Linked DNA regions of Oryctolagus cuniculus: region 2 is linked to region 1. A link is a contact called in public Hi-C data. All regions are on one chromosome and are shown on one strand. The core of a region is the stretch at or near the end of the contact, and the rest is flanking DNA. Distances in the headings are between cores, read along the strand shown.

Region 1 (4,516 bases), core at 1,706-4,205:
CCCAGATGAAATCGTGCATTAAGTTACAAGCAGGTATCATCGGTGAGTGAGGAAAAGACCGCTCTCTTCTCCTGAGAAATAACTCACTTGGGCAACAGCTCGAGAACTCAGTACACGCGCGCCTATCTGCAGCTCACAGTTTATTTTTAGGGGATTAAAACTATTTGCAAGTCAAAGCAGAAACTGCTCTTTTGCTGCTCCCAACTTTCTTCAGCTCAGATGTAAGGGGCTCATCTTGGGTGATGGCCCTACAGGATGTTAGAAAAACCTCCCGTTCTATTTTGAGAAAAACAAAAACCCAAGAAAGTCTATTGTGGCAGTCGGCTCCAGGGCAATCGTCATGGATAAGGAAAACGTTGCTGCAGAACAAAAGGTCTTCCTTTTTGCATCACAAGTTCAAGTGGATTTGAAGTCTTACTGAAAGCTTCTTATACATTGGCTTTTTTTTTTTTTTTTTTGGTTAAGATTTATTTATGTATTTATTTGAGAGTCAGAGTTACACAGAGACAGAGGAGAGGCAGAGAGAGAGAGAGAGAGAGAGAGGTCTTCCATCCACTGGTTTACTCCCCAACTGGCCACAACGGCAGGCTGCAGGGGCCCAAGGACTTGGGCCATGTTTCACTGCCTTCCCAGGCCATGGCAGAGAGCAGGATCAGAAGTGGAGCAGCTGGGACTCGAACTGGCACCCATATGGGATGCGGCACTGCAGGCGGCAGCTTTACCCACTTTGCCCCATCCTGTACACTGTAATTGTTCCCTTTACACAGAATAAGGAACAGATCTGAGAAGTCTTCAATATTTGCCCAGAAGTAGAGGTGAGAGGAGGTGGTGGCAAGTGACAAAAGAGAAGTTATTAAGCACAAAAATAGTAAGAAATGTGTAATAACAATCTGAACTGACATTAATTTTTTAAATCTTCATAGATATGGAACCAGCGTGTCAGAGCCAGTATCCCAAAGCACTGCGGAGAGAGAAGGGCGATGTTCGCGGGGGCTGAATAAAGCGGTGGCTTCTGTGGGCTTTAGCTCTGCCACCACAGAAAGTTCTCCACCAGACTCCATTCTTTGATTTAAATAAACATATTTTCTTAAATTAATGCAAATTGCCATAGAAAACACAGTTTCATGCTCTTTCTACTAGTATGACTATCCTAAGAAGCACTCTGATAGAAATTCTGGAGTCACTGCTGCATGTCAGGACATTCTTGTGCCCTGGTATGTAGCGTGTATCTGTACATGCATAGAGAGAGGCCTGGGAGAATTCAGACTGAACGAATGGGTGGCAGTGGGGTAGGGAGTAGGTGGTGCAGAACCGGGGAGCAGTGAAAGGGGGTGTAGGAGAGGTCGGCAGTCATTCCTCACTATCTTCCCTTCTTTCTTTTACAGCAGTTATCCCCGGCCTCGATCCACACCCAAGTCACCAAGGACTATTTTAAAAATGCAGACACCCAGGCCCCCACCCCCAAGGAGTTTGATTTAAAGTGACACAAATAACTGTATCTTTCGTTTGTAAAAGTACCACATTGGGCCGGCGCCGCGGCTCAATAGGCTAATCCTCCGCCTGTGGCACCGGCACCCCAGGTTCTAGTCCTGGTTGGGGCACCAGATTCTGTCCCGTTTGCTCCTCTTCCAGTCCAGCTCTCTGCTGTGGCCCGAGAGTGCAGTGGAGGATGCCCTGCACCTGGCTCCTGGCTTCGGATCAGCGCAGCACGCTGGCCATTGGGGGGTGAACCAATGGTAAAGGAAGACCTTTCTCTCTCTCTCACTGTCCACTCTGCCTGTCCAAAAAAAAAAAAAAAAAAGTACTACATTCACTTGTAACAAGTGAATCTTCATACCATATTTTTCAAGTAATACGGCTAATCTAAATTGGGTTTGAAATCTTGATTGCATTTAACTTGGCCAAATTTTCTTTTTCTCATGCTTGTAAACAAGCTATAAGGAAAATGAACTTTAAATAGAATTTTAGGTATACGCATTTAGCTTCACAGTTAAGAAACTTGCATCCTGTATCAGAGTGCACCACCTCTGACTCCACCTTCCACCCATAGAGTCTCTAGGAGACAGTAGTAATGACTCAAGAAATTGGATTCCTGCCACCCATATGAAAGATGTGGATGGAGTTCCCAGCTTTGGTCTGGCCCAGCTCGGGTTGCTGTGGGCATTTGGGAAGTGAACCAGCACATGGGAGTGCCCTCTCTTTCTATTTGCCTCTCTCTCTCTCTCTCTGCTTTTCAAATAAATAAATTTTTTAAATGACTGGGGTTTTATATTTTTACATTCTTCAGTATCGTTAATGTAAAATTTTAATTTATATTTACTTATAATAAAATAATCTATGTCCCAACCAGAGAATTTCATTCCTTTAAAAGTTACCATATATGACCCAAGTTTGGGAAACTGTTTTTGAGGGAGATTCCTCCACATTAAACAACCAAATGGGATCTTGGAGTAAGTACTACCTTAGGGTCGTGCAAGGGTAGGGTTGTGACATTCCTACTCAATGCTCCAGTGCCCTTGAGCAAGCCCCTCCCCTTTCTCAGGCTCTTTCCTAGCAGGTTAGAGTGTTGGATGCTGATGTGCACAACACATTTCTACCCTGGCCTTCTGGGAGTTGGAGTTTTAAAAAGTGGGATGAATTCCAAAATGTTTGTGGAAGAAAAATCCAGAAGTCCAGGTGTCACATTGCCCTCTTCTGGACCTTTGCGGCATCCACATTATCAAACACACACACGTAACCATGCTGAAAAACAAATTTGGCCAAGTTAAATGCAATCAAGATTTCAAACTCAATTTAGATTAGCAGTATTACTTGAAAAATATGGTATGTAGATTCACTTGTTACAAGTGAATGTGGTACTTTTTTTTTTATTTTGGCAGCTCAGTGTTCTATTCCCTTCACAAACAATTTACAGAATTGGATTTGAACGTACTCCAACAGAAGCGGTAGAAGACAACTGGGATGGCAATGAGTTTTAAAGAAGTAGGCGTTGATGTGGAAGACTGGACTCAGGAGAGTTTAACACTTTCATCTCCCTCTACTGCTTCAATATAAGAAATACTGTCAGCTGAGCCGGCGCCGTGGCTCAATAGGCTAATCCTCCACCTTGCGGCGCCGGCACACCGGGTTCGAGTCCCGGTTGGGGCGCCGGATTCTGTCCCGGTTGCCCCTCTTCCAGGCCAGCTCTCTGCTATGGCCAGGGAGTGCAGTGGAGGATGGCCCAGGTGCTTGGGCCCTGCACCCCATGGGAGACCAGGAAAAGCACCTGGCTCCTGGCTCCTGCCAGGATCAGCGCGGTGCGCCGGCTGCAGCGGCGGCCATTGGAGGGTGAACCAACGGCAAAAAGGAAGACCTTTCTCTCTCTGTCTCTCTCTCTGTCCACTCTGCCTGTCAAAAAAAAAAAAAAAAAAAAAAAAAAAAGAAATACTGTCAGCTGCCCTTAGTCAAGTGCAAATTCTGTATTTTTGTCTAACAAACTCTTTTAAGAGCCTCCCCCAGCCACTCTTCCAGCCAGGCATGGAATTTCTGTGTTCTGAAGGCACTCACTTATTCCCACAACGTTGTTTCTTTCCCTCTGTGCCCACGCCTTCCCGTCCTGTGAAGATGGCTCCTGTCTCATTTCCTTCTAAAAGCCTTCTCGGACTACTCCAGCCCACTGTCTCGCCTCCCTCTAGAACAAGGCACCAGAGCCCGGGATCCCACAATCTGGATGCTCTCTAATTCATCTGTGGGAGTGAAGCCTCCTTACAAGCTGTCCTTCCTCCACCCTCCCAGTGCCCCAGCCAGCCCTCCCAGCCACTGAGAACAGGACAGCTCAGACGCTGATGTAATCGTTTCCCCTGTCCGACACCTGGGTTCTCCTCGGAAGTTCCCGGTACTTTGGAGAGTAATCTCTCGTGTTTACTTTTTTTCCTCAAAGAAACTTTCTATTTAAGGAATACAAACTTCATGCACTTCACAAGTACAACTTCAGGAATAGAGTGATTCTTCCCACCACACCCGCCCTCCCACCCACACTCCCACCCTTCCTCCTCCTCCCTCTCCCATTCCCAGCCCCATTCTCTGCTAAGATCCATTTTCCATTAACTTTATACACAGAAGACCAACTCTATGCTAAGTAAAGAGTTCAACAATTTGCATACAAAAAACCGTTCCTCAACTGTTGAGACAAGGGCTGTTCAAAGTTATTACATCTTGAAGTTAATTTCACTTCATTTTCTTTTAAAATTAAATTAACTTTAAAGAAGCACCCAAGAATGATTAATCTTTTGCAAACACTTAGACATAACTGTAACTATGAGACATAAGAATATCCTCCACTTAATACATCAAATGAAATTAAGTCCTTGAGAATGAATTGCATTGTTAATTAAAAAAGCACCTAAGAAAACAAGCAATGGAGTGGAACACTTAGGCATAACTAAAACATATGAGACATAAGAATATCCTCTACTTAATACACTAAAACAAAATAAATCTTTAAGAACAACTTTTACTGTTAACTCTCATAATATAA
Region 2 (4,452 bases), core at 1,132-3,631, 250 kb before region 1:
ATGGAATTATTACAATATATTCTTTTTAAGGAAGTTGTTTCAAGAACCGGCTTTGAAATTACTAGTAAGCCAAGAAATTGTAAACATTTATTCTGCACAATGATTGTATGAGAACTGATATTTAACTTTGGAGGTATTTTACATGATTTATAAATTTTTAAAATACACATTTATATTAATAAAAGCTTTGGAAATTTTGGACTGCTTTAATTCTTCAATTTTATCAAAATGTCTTGTAAAGTTTTTTTTTAAGAATTATTTATTTATTTGAAAGTCAGAGTTATAGAGAAGAGGGAGAGACAAGAGTAATCTTCCATCTGCTGTTTCACTCCCCAGATGGCCGCAATGGCTGGGGCATGGTGGTGGGGGTGGGGGGCTGGGTAGGGAGTGGAGGGTGTTGGGGGTTGGGGTGTGCCCAAGCAGTGGCCATCTTCTGCTGCTTTTTCCAAGCCATTAGTGGGGAGCTGAATCATAAGTGGAACAGCCAGGACACAAACCAGCGTCCATACAGGCAGCGGGTTCACTCACTACACCACAATGCTGGTCCCTCTTGTAAAATTTTAAAGCTGTTGTTTTTATCTGTGGAGCAATCAATATAAATCTTCAAGTTTTTTTTTTTTTTTTAATATTTAGAATAGTGTATTTGCTCATTTGCTATTTAGTTTATCCAAATATTTTCCAATAGAACTGTGAAAGACAACTAGATCTCAGTGGGGAAAAAACTGACATAGGCAATAATACAAACTAAGAAGCACTTTAGCAAATATAACTGTCTCATGAACCAGATTCTCTCATTGTTTTTGAATATGAAAACTAAGTTAAGCTGAAAAATCTTGGGAGAAATTAGCTCACCAAAAGTGCTATTGTAAGTTTGTAATGAACAAAACCATACACCCAAAAAGACTTCAGGATTATACCAAATACAATTAGAAATGTTCTAACTTCTGATTTCTTTACAAGACCAAACTCTCCTCATGAAAAGGAAGAAGCAACTGAGGAAACCGGGAAGAAGCGGAAGTGTGATAGGTCAGGAGTGATCATGTCACTGAGTTGAATGGGCCTGATGCCCACTTCCGTTCCTCTCACAATGGGCTGCTTCACATTTCAAATCCCAACAGTATTTCCTCCCTACTACTTGACCAAAGTTAGCTTCTCCCAACTCTCATGACATCATCCTATTTATTTCCTTTACAGTACTTACTAGTCTGTCCAGCTATGTCTTACGGCTAGAACACGTGCTCCATAAATCACTCTGTAGCCTACCGCCTGAAACCACCGGATATGTACTGCTTAACGGAATCGCTGCCTTCAGGCAGTAGACTCGGCTACAGAGAAAAGAACACATCTGTTGTAGTTTAAAGGAGGCCATCTATGTTGGCCCTCCAGAAGGCATAGACTGAGTCATGTACTAAAAAGTTACTGCATTCAGACTGAGAAAATTTGTCTTTAACATGAATGAAAGCACTCAAGAGTTGTATTCAAAAACAAAGGCCTGCGCCGAGGCTAATTAGGCTAATCCTCCGCCTTGTGGCACCGGCACACAGGTTCTAGTCCCGGTCCGGGTGCGGGATTCTGTCCCGGTTGCTACTCTTCCAGGCCAGCTCTCTGCTGGGGCCTGGGAAGGCAGTGGAGGATGGTCCAAGTGCTTGGGCCCTGCACCCCATGGGAGACCAAGAGAAGCACCTGGCTTCTGGCTTCGGATCAGCGCTGTGCGCCAGCCGCGGCGCGCCGGCCGCAGTGCGCCAGCCGTGGCGGCCATTGGAGCGTGAACCAACGGCAAAAGGAAGACCTTTCTGTCTCTCTCTCTCACTATCCACTCTGTCAAAAAAAAAAAAAAAAAAAAAAAAAAAAAAAGTTGTATTCAGTGACGGGCGTGGCACAGTGGCTTACAACACCCACATCCCACTTGGAGTGCCAGTTCCGATCCTAGCTCCTCTGCTTTCCATCCAGCTTCCTGCCAATGGGCAGAAAATGGCCCAGTCTTGGCAGAAAAACATGTTACAAGAAAACAAGTTGAAGCGGTCACACATACCCCTTCCCAGGAAAGGCCCTTCTTTGGGAAGGCCCCTATCATAGGAAGGGGTTAAGAATGTTCCTCTGTGGGCTCTTAGGCCAGTGTATCCTAGAGCCAACCGCCAAACTAGAGGTCTCTCTGATTCTAGGTTAGCACGCACCACACCGAGGCAGGGAGATGGAATGGGACCCGGCCACCGTGCGATGACACAAGCTATCCGTGAGTCCAGTGAACTAGGATCAAACTACTCGGTCTGTAGACGCTTTTTCATCATGATAAAGTGTCACAGGCCTGTCACCGCTATCCCAACCTCCGCTCGCGCCGAGACAAAGAATTACCAAGAAATCCGCCAGGGGGCAGTGGAGCGCTACTGAGGAGCTTCCGGTCTGACAGGTCAGAGGGTCCCCCACCCCCGCCTGTGCCCTGAAGGACCCGATGAATGAAGCTGAAAATAGCTCTACAGCTTCGAACCCCGTGGCTCCTAGCTCCAGGGTCTGGAGTCTCGCCTGAGTCCCGCGTTCGGTGGCGCCATCCCCCCTCCCAGCTTCCCCGCCGCTCCTTGGGTGCCTCGTGGGGACGCGGGCGACTATGTGGCTCCGCGCTCGCTGAGCCAAGAAGCGTGTCCTCGGATTTGAGAAAAAGAAACCCAACGAGGCGCTTTTAGTTCTCACCCCGCCATCCCAAGGTTCCTCTGAATGCGGGAAGGAACTCGCTACCTACAAGTTCCACCGACGCCTACTCAGGTATCGCTTTCTACGAGGACGGGGGACACTATCCCGGCGTGCTCTCGCCGACGCTGCGGGCTGGAGCCGCTCTGGCCGGCGCCCTGCGTCTCTATGGTGCGGGCCCGGGGGGGGGGGGGCGGAGGAGAGGGGCGTGGCTGCTGCTGGCGGTGCGGCTCGCTCCAGTCGTAAGAAGCGAGGGTGGGTACGGCTGCGTTCCGCCCGGGGGTGGGGCGGGCGGAGAGTGGACGCGGCCCGTGGCCTCCGGGGGCAGGCCGGAGGCTGGGACCACGGGAGTCTGAAGTCTGGAAGGTCCGCGTTGCGGGTGGGGATGGTGTCCTCCGGGAACCGGAGCAAGTGGGATGTGCGTGGCCTGTGGGCCGGCAGCGTCCGCTTTGCCGGGGGCTGCGCGTCGCCTCGAAACCGCCTTCCAGGTCCCCTAGATTCCCAGCCCCCTCCTAGGCTCCGCGGTGCCGGCGTTTCCCTGGCCCCGGGGCCGGGGTCCGGCGTCGGCCGCAGGACCCATTGCTGTCCTCGACAGGTGTAAGAACCCCGTCGCGCCCCGGATCTGTAGAGGTCTCAGTGCTGTGCTGCGTTACGTGGGCCCTTCCCTCAAGACAGGAGCGCTTTCTGCCCCGCTTTTTAAAAGCTGACACTTTAAAGCTATCGCATCGTCTCAGAAACATGTTGCGATTCAGGACTGTATATGTTTTATTCGTGAGGGTCATAGGAACTAAACATTTTGTGTGCGGAGAGCTGATGGCTGTGAAAAGTTTCAGGGAAGGTGAGCAAGATTGGCGTCTCCTTCCCCTGCCAGTTGGCTGCGTTACACTTGGCGTCTTGGCATTAAGAAATTAAACAGAGGAAGTTTCACCACAACTGCAGTTCGGCAAACAGGACTTATTTGTAAAGCAGCGTAAAGGCAGGTTGTGGACTTCGGACTGCTTTTACCGCAGACATTCTGTCACTAGTGAGATTTGTGGGGAGGGGGCAATGCTGAAGCAGAAAATGACGTCTGCCTTGGGAATCTGTTAACTCTTATTTGTTTTGGCAGAAACAAGGTCTAAGAGATTATTACCAACTAATTCGTGATAGCGTGTAATTAGAGACTAGGTAATTATGTGTATGTAGAGTTAAGGAACGGAGGGATTGCTTCTGTGTACACTCTGAAAGCCAAATAATTGAAGGCAGTTGCTTTAATGGGGACAGGGTTTGACACGCTTTGCCTAGTGCAGAAAGTAGCTCCTGCATGTGATTGAGAAAAATGTATGATGTGGGTGACTAAGTCAGGAAACTGCAGAATACTAGCTTCAGTTTGTAGGCTGAGGGGTGCTTATGTGCTTACCCTTTATATTAGTATAATGAATTATTAAACACCTAGCACATTTTAGATGTTACTCATGGCACATTTAAAAGAAAATTATAATCATTGGTCTTAAGGAACTTCTCCAACAAGAGTATGTAAAATACACATACAACTGAGGAGTTTACGAGACTGAGGAGTCCATTTTATTTGTAGGAGGAGGAACAAGAAATAGAAAAGGAAGAAAACAGTTTAAGAAGAAAGATGAGTACTAGAAATGGATACACTTCAGTGTCCTGGTCAGACAATAAATAGTAGAGGAAGTTTACTTGTTAGATTTCTTTCTCTCTCTTTTTTAATGTATATATTTGAAAGGCAGAGTTAGAGAGAAGAGGCAGAAAGGAATCTTCCAT

Evidence for each region. Hi-C and Micro-C count contacts between places; a contact is called where the count stands out from the background.
Region 2: a Hi-C map of an unstated tissue shows a contact between it and region 1, with 2.0 times the contacts expected there. The contact joins the promoter of TMEM267 here to the enhancer-like site in region 1. A contact is called at or near these places in 2 of 6 Hi-C or Micro-C datasets (ear pinna and an unstated tissue).

The regions. Positions count from the first base shown.
Region 1 is chr14:68,757,485-68,762,000 of mOryCun1.1, reverse strand. The region is part of intron 1 of NIM1K (NIM1 serine/threonine protein kinase); the gene reads right to left. The region is part of intron 3 of LOC138845189 (a long non-coding RNA gene); the gene reads left to right. Among named protein-coding and RNA genes, the nearest start is that of NIM1K, 37 kb to the right of the region's middle. Within about 2 kb of position 2,955, at least 1 of the 8 cell types and tissues checked has an H3K27ac peak or open chromatin away from gene starts, as enhancers often do.
Region 2 is chr14:69,002,079-69,006,530 of mOryCun1.1, reverse strand. TMEM267 (transmembrane protein 267) reads left to right here and starts at 2,381. Exons shown (of 4, transcript XM_008262169.4): 1 at 2,381-2,757. It overlaps C14H5orf34 (chromosome 14 C5orf34 homolog), which reads left to right. Exons shown (of 13, transcript XM_070056700.1): 13 at 2,163-2,225.